2 separate regions of the Pungitius pungitius genome follow, and region 1 is linked to region 2. Evidence: chromatin contacts called from public Hi-C data. All regions are on one chromosome and are shown on one strand. The core of a region is the stretch at or near the end of the contact, and the rest is flanking DNA. Distances in the headings are between cores, read along the strand shown. Region 1 holds the start of ficd (FIC domain protein adenylyltransferase). Region 2 holds the start of atp6v0a2b (ATPase H+ transporting V0 subunit a2b).

Region 1 (3,754 bases), core at 148-2,647, 170 kb before region 2:
GATGTGGTGGCCCACAAACACCTGGCTGGTGCGCAGCCTTCCCCCCTCCACGGGGTCCACGTGCCCGAGCACCCGTCGGTGTATCTCCAGGATGTCACTCACAGTCATGGTCCCTGTTCTGGACAGCAGCGTGGTGTTGATGTACTTCATGGCGGCGTCTACGCCGATGGCCTCATTCTGCTCCTGCAGGCTCTTCCCGGCGACGGCGTAGCGAGTCTCGATGATGTGACGGATCTCGGACAAAGTGAGCGTGCTGCCTTCGATGGCCACCGTGTGGTAGATGTGGTGGTAGTAGGTTTCCTCCATCACCCTGCGCAGGGCCGAGTTGCCTTTGGGTATGGACATAAGCCGGCGCACTTTACTGTCAATGATGCTGAAGTAACGCTGGTCGATCTCCTCCACCAGGGGAAGAGTTCGGTCCCGGCTGACCAGGGCTCTGGCGTTACACGGTGAGATGGCCAAGGCCTTGGTGTAGAGGTGGTCTGCCTGGACAACATCCTTCTCTTCCTCCAGAATGGTGCCCAGCTCCGTTAGGGCATCCACAAAGTCTGGATTCATGACGAGTGCGTGCACAAGCAGCTTGTGAGCCTTCTCCTTCTTCCCCTGTTTCCTCATCTCAAGAGCCAGCTGCAGCGCCGCTTTGGCCTCCAGCTTCATCTCTGCAATGACAATGTGCAGGGCATTGAAAAGAAACTTTGGAGATTGAGGACCTTGCTCCTGCAGTGACCATTATATGTAAAGGCAGCTGTATTTGAGAATCAACATGCATAGAAAGTGGACATTTAGGGGAATCTTGTCTCAACAATCTTGTACAAGTGGATGAGTACATCACTGGGGCTTTGGTACCTTTGCTCGGCTTGGACCTCAGAGGCAGAACATCCAGGGCCGTAAAAGGGACGGTGAGGCTGGTGGACTGCACAGCTGGAGGCTGCGGAGAGCTTCCCCACAGCTGGCAGCGGAGCTGCGCGAAGCCCCTCAGGGAGGCGCAGCATCGGTCCTCCTCCCCCACCAGGGGCATCAGGACGGCCACTAGAAAGCCGAGGAGGACACACAGCAGCGGGCACCATCCTCCCAGGAAGCGGCCGCTGGTGTAACACGCCTTCACAGCAGCAGCCATGACAATCCCGGGTCAACCCCTCCATCTTCTAGTGATGCGGGTCGCCGCGTAGGTCCACCCCGGCTCGCGCTGACCGGCAGGAAGACATGTTCAAGGAGATTCAGCCCGAAAGTAAGCTAACGGAAGCTGAGGTCAACTTAAATCTTCTTCCGTTATGTGACTCTAAAACACCGACCAATTAACGACTAGAAGGCGGCTGACTTGTTCTCGTTCGTCGGTAAAGTTGTGTACAAAATGTAGACACATGAAACGTCACCAACTTCCTTGGTCTGAACATCCTGGAATATCATTGGTCAAAAGATGTACAAGAGTGCTGCTGATTGGCGGAAAACGCAGCAATACAACGAATAGTTCGTAAAGGACTCTGATTGGTTAGTACAAAACACAGTACAGTGCCACCCTAAGTGTAGCCTTCCAGGCGAGGCTGAAACCATCGCAACACTTCTGACTTAATCTGTCACGTGGTGTACTATGATGAGTTGTTTTTAACAGGCACCATATTACAAATGGATATTTGCTTATTTTAGGGCTGATATTCATGTTTCCGTAGGTGAAACAATGATTTTTCCATTTCAAACCTACCTATTTGATACTCTGTTTAATTAGATAAAATATAAATGAATTGGTCCCTATTTCTTTTGGGTTATCATAGTTTATTGTCAGTAAGTAAGTAAGAAAACACAAAATGGATATGAAAACAGGTGTTCGGCCTTGGTGGCAGTGTTCGCCAAAGCTATTGACATCTCTAAGAATGAGATTGAAATTGGGGTTGCTCATCCTTTACATAATAGCAATAATCTTAATGCAAAATTGGTTTGATGCTACATTAAATACTAATACATAGTATTATTAGATTATGCTCGTTCATTCCAATATCTTTCTCTGTTTAGTGTTTTATTGTAATTATGTGGAAGGAGGACATTGCATTATAAGAATTTGTAACTTTGATAACCGCACACATGACAATGAATATCTTGAATCTTGTATCTTATTACAAGCATACAACAAGCAGAAGAGGGCAGCATTTCTATGTGGTTAAAACATCCCAGCCTGCAAATCCCCTGAAGACTGGAGAGAATTGGCCTCAAAATCCCCTTCATCAAGATTTCTTCTCGTGCAATCCAGTTTGTGAATGCCATAGACAAATCTATATGTTTATGAAGCTCTGTATGGAGTTTAACTTCTTACTCCTGCCTTCTATTACCATGGTCATCTTTCCATTCCTGTTGCATTTTTCCTTCTTGTCATTGGTATTTAGTTTAGTGTCTTTTATGATTAAAAAAGAAAACTATTTATAGAGAATATACCCCTCCACCAGCTGGGAAGAGCCTGTGGTGATAAGGATTGATTCCTGGCTTTGTGCCAGAGCCAACACTATTATACATATCTTCAGCAGATGGCAGCCGAGCTGATAGTCACAGCCTGTCATTGCAACAACATGCTGACGCCACAGACATGGCAGAGGAAGTTATGAATGAACAACGCGTGGAAGATTTTATGTTTTAAAGATTACGTAGGTCCTTCTGAATTTTAGTTTTTTTTTAATTTGTCAAGTTATGTTTCACACTGTGCTCCCATTGAGCTGTGGAGCTGCACAGTAACCTCATTTAGCACCACAGAGCCCCAATGCTGCTCTGACCCACAGCAGCTTCACCTTGGAGGATAGTGCTTGAGCTGCGTTATTTCTTCACTGTTATTCATGTGCTCCACCACAAAGCAAAGACAGAGCTGTAGCATGTTATTATGGCTAATAGTATGTTGCATTTGTTTGACATTCAGTGAAAAAAAGAAGAAGAAAGAAACCACAATGATATGTAATCAACATGCTGCCAAGGATTAACTGAAGAAAGAACGTCTCTCTTATCGTCGAGGCATGTCCATGGTCATCTGTGGCTTTAATCAGACTCAGCGCTGTATCATTTTTCCTTCTGCACCAAGACACGTTTATTGTATCTCTCTGCCTTAGAAGCCTTCACTCCATAATGCAAAAAACCTTGCATGCAAAAAGGTGCTGGTGGCATTAAAAAATACATTTAAATAGAGCCTTCACTGTTTTTTATTTTTTCTATTGCATGAGAAATGAACCCAACACTAAATCATGTCTCAGCTACTCGACTTCCTGAAGTCAAATTCCGTCTGGCTGTATGGACGCACTGTAGGTGTTAACGAGGCGCTGACCTTTTCATAACAAGGTGCCCCGTGTTGCATCATGGGAAACATAAGACTGTGGCTGCAGTTTAACCCAAAGGCTACTCCAGACTATAAGTCTGCTTCGACAACTGATAGTTTATCTATAACCCAAATCTACAAAGAAAAAAACAAGTAGCCGTTTTGTGACCAATGATTCAGAACAGGCAGTGGCTTTTAGACCTCCTTGGAATTTTGTATCTGCGGTTTAATTTGAAAATATTGATTTCCATTTAACAAGGCTTCTGTGAAGTTGACATTTCGATCGTGATCTAATTTCAAAGTGAACCGCCATTTTTTACTGGTCTGTTGTTACCAATAAACCAATGGGTGGACGTAATTAATCAAGATCTCTTTTTCTTAAACTGAGGGTTGACATAATTAATTGACGCTAAACTATTGCGTTATCTGGCTGCTGTCCAGTGGCTTGAATCACAATAGGCCATACAG
Region 2 (3,937 bases), core at 433-2,932:
TGTTACACAAACTTATAAATTCCAGTTGTGACACTGAACTCAAGCACAACCATGAATGACACCCCAAGTTCATGCAGTGGGGTTCCATCCCACCAGCATATCCATGTATTGAGTCTTATCACTGGCATGGTAGAAGGCAGACCTCAAAGGGATATCCGTGCGGTGCTAGTCAGGTGTGTATACTCTTTGAAATGCATTGTGTAAAATGCATTTTCCATGCACCCGTTAATCATTTTATGTTTTACCTTTTTAAAAGTCTTTGTAAAACATGGATCCTATTTTGGCCACTTGTAGCTACACTCTCTCCCCTTGGGCCCTGGATTGTGGAGGAGGGGATGTCTCTCCATGTATGGACCCATTGGAGACCAAGTTGTTCCCCATCACCTCCTCAGTCACTTTTACTGACATTCCCATCAACACAGGACCACCAAAAACCAGGCAAGATGCACCCTTCTACAGAGAGCTGTTAACTTGAGCCAAAACAAATGGGTCTCCCCCAGCCAGCTACCTGGCTGATGCTTACCTAGAGTCTGATGATTTATTTTCTTTACTCCAGGTTTCAGGTCAACTTTACAGAGTATGACTGCAACAGAAATGATGTGTGTTGGCCTGAGCTTGGCTTTCCCATGACAAAGTATTACACAGGTAGGCTTAGTCCTTTACAACCTATCCAGTGCAAATTGGAACTACAGCTCTAAAATATGAATCTCTTTTTGTGTTTGAAAAAAACAAACAGATACTGACAGTACCATTTGTGACATTTCAACTTCCATCCTCCCCAGGTGAACCATATTCTCAGTCATTGGCTAAGGGCCTCATCTTAGTTTTCTTCTTCATCATTGCCTCGATTCTTGGGACCCCCTGGAGACTGATCCGACAGGCATGGACTTAAACCTCGGGGCAAAGCAAGATAATATTTAAGTCACTGAAATGTAAATACAACTGTACAACAGCTGTTGAAATGTATATTATTGTACTGGTGTGCAATTTTGTATTAAACTATTTTTTTCTATGACTTATTTCTCAAACTCACTCTCACATCATACTTCTGATCACTACTTCATCAACATTCTTATTAATATGTCTGAATGACTTCACCTGACTACTGACTCACTCCATTTAGTGTGGTAATGAATTATGTATTTTACTAAAAATAAGCATACTTTTCGGATGTGGCTAACAGTGAGTGTGACTTAGTCTGCTGGCTGTCAGCTGACCGAATCTGACCTAGTGTGATCTCCCCAGGTCAGTAGCACAATTTAATCCAACTGAATTGTGCTATTAGTTCTAAGAACGATTAAAAATTATTAAGACGTATCTAATTCTCCCTCATTTGTACATTTTTTCACTTGTGTTGAGTGATTTTTTTGTACAGCCCAAAGTCATTTTATCATTTTAGTGATACGCCAAACTATTGTTTGATAACCCTCAACCAACCAGGAGCAGCAAATAAATAACAATTAAAATACACAGAAAGAATACAGATTGTACTAAAGTAAAAAAAATTGTTTTAAAACAAAACAGTAAAGTGTAAAAATGAGACTGGTCGGTCTATTTATGTAAACTGCAATGTAAGAACAATGTACAGTTGACGCATGCGCTGTAAGTGTTTACCTCCGCCTGCAGACTGCGTTGAGGGCTCACATATTTTCGGATGTGTAGTGCGCAGACTCCAGGGGGCGATGGGGATTGGTCAAGGGAACATCTACTTCTGTGGAATTGTGGAAGTTGAACGTATTCAACAGTTGGAGAAGTGACGTGGATCACTATGGATAGGACCAGCGAACATTGGCTAAATACTTCATAAATTATCAGACGGTTCGCGACTACTGCATTCAACATGTTACCTTAGCGGTCATAATATCGGTTGAGTCACCAACTTCAGATTCAACTTGGTCCAAACAAGTTTTTCCTTGAACTAAAGACACTGCTCACCGGTGGCTAAGCTAGCGTATTAGCTAACAGCCTCATCTTTATCAATAACGTCAGCTGCCTCAAGTCTGCGTTATGCAACTCAAACATTGTATCATCACCGGAGCGGAAACATTAAACGCCCGAACCAGGACTGCGACCAACCGCCCTTGACGTGCTCAATTTACGGAAACGACTTTATCGTCAGTTAGCCTGCTAACATTAGCCCGTCATCTCACCGAGCAGGAAACGTACGGTCAAACACCCGAGCAAGATGTGCTCTCTGCTGCGAGGGGAAGAGATGTGTCTGGCCCAGCTGTTTCTGCAGTCCGGGTCGGCGTACGACTGCGTCGTTGAACTGGGGGAGCTCGGGCTGGTGGAGTTCAGAGACGTAAGTCCCGGCCGAGACACCCCCCATCAATGTCTCACTTTGAAACTTATTGCAGAGTTGGCAAACATCGAAAAGCACTCTAGGAACTGTTCTTCAGTTTATCTTTTTTTGCCTATAGAATTTTACATCTTAATTCATATGAAAGCAGATAACGTCATTTTTTCAGACGATTTTAGACCAAACAAGTAATCGATTAATGCAGGAAATAATCATTGAAGCCCTAATCCCATTGATCACAATTGATGTCAAATGTAATGTTACTTTAAAGTATAGTTACTTAACGTATAATTTATGATGATTATGACAATAAGTGGAAATGCAGATTGGTAATAATGCCTTACTTGACTTTAAATGTTTCTTAACCTTTTTTTCAGCTCAATCCCAGTGTTAACGCATTCCAGCGGAAACATGTCAATGAGATTAAAAAATGTGAAGAGATGGAGAGGATCCTCGGTAAGAATATATTGATATTTAATACGGTTTGTCAGTAATATGTGTATGCATTGAGGTAGTCAAGGCAGTAGATCAAATATGTTTGCCCTATGCAGGATTACAACAAAGCTCTGATAACCGTGAAGAAGCAAAGCAGATGAGCAAGAAGCCGTGACCGAAAGGAATAGCGAGCAAGTGACCCTACAGTCATGAGAAATGTCAGCTGGTTTCAGAGAAATCTGCTAAACTAACTAAATAATTCGATGAGCAGGAGAGATTAACCCAATGTCTTTCTGTACATCCAGTGTTGTTGTTTTTTTTGTTTTTTCTTAAAGGCCAGCCACTATACTGTTTGTCTTTGAAAGTTTGCCCTTTATTTTTAAAAGGATACCTTCTGAGGGAAGTCAAGAAAGCAGACATTTCTCTGCCAGAGGGAGATGTGAACCCAGTGGCTCCTTTGCCCAAGCATGTCATGGCTATAATGGTCAGTTATTTGTTCGTTAAATCAGTGTTGAGTGCTCTGCGTTCTCTATGTAGAATATGGAATCACACTTTATTCTGCTTTTTTAGTCTGTAAAATCTTTAAAAATTCAATTTGAATAGAATAACTATTATCATTGCAGGGCCCATTATCACTGTGTTTCTGTGTTCACAGGAGCAGCTGCAGAGGCTAGAAGTAGAGTTAGGGGAGGTCACCAGGAATAAAGAGAAGCTGCAGAGAAATCTGTTGGAGCTGACAGAGTACACACACATGCTGCGCATCAGCCGCAGCTTTGTACAGAAGACATCAGAGGTTACTATGTCATTCTATGATGAAGCTGTATTCTTTTCACCAGAATTTCCATCTTGGTTATTAAAGAGCAAATACATTTATCATGATATGGCAATTCATATTTGGTCTTTGAATTTTCTTCCTCACCCTCCTGGCATCTTGTTTTTACTTTTAGCAAGAGCCGCTACAGGTTCAGTATGAGGAATTCCCCTTCTTGGAAAAAGACACACTGATGGACTACAGCAGCATGCAGAGGCTCGGGGCCAAACTTGGGTGAGGGTCCAAATTACGCTGGCCTTATTAGCATTACATTTCATTATGAATGTGGAAATATAGGTTTTGTTTTACTTTTTCCAACTTAAATTTACTTGACAATATGTTTACAAAATGTAATAAAATGTGGAAAAGTCAAGTGATATTTTAGTTTATTA

What was found. A called contact is a pair of places that touch in the nucleus more often than the background predicts.
Region 1: a contact with region 2 is called in a Hi-C map of muscle, with 5 times the contacts expected there. The contact joins the promoter of ficd here to the promoter of atp6v0a2b in region 2. A contact is called at or near these places in 2 of 2 Hi-C or Micro-C datasets (both in muscle).

What each region holds. Positions count from the first base shown.
Region 1 is chr5:11,550,669-11,554,422 of fPunPun2.1, reverse strand. ficd (FIC domain protein adenylyltransferase) reads right to left here and starts at 1,397. Exons shown (of 2, transcript XM_037482619.2): 1 at 847-1,397; 2 at 1-659. The coding sequence starts at 1,117.
Region 2 is chr5:11,383,014-11,386,950 of fPunPun2.1, reverse strand. It overlaps atp6v0a2b (ATPase H+ transporting V0 subunit a2b), which reads left to right and starts at 1,682. Exons shown (of 20, transcript XM_037482830.2): 1 at 1,682-2,302; 2 at 2,677-2,755; 3 at 3,121-3,218; 4 at 3,390-3,527; 5 at 3,682-3,779. The coding sequence starts at 2,186. It overlaps tctn2 (tectonic family member 2), which reads left to right. Exons shown (of 18, transcript XM_037483163.2): 15 at 26-173; 16 at 295-438; 17 at 557-645; 18 at 783-1,010. The coding sequence ends at 892.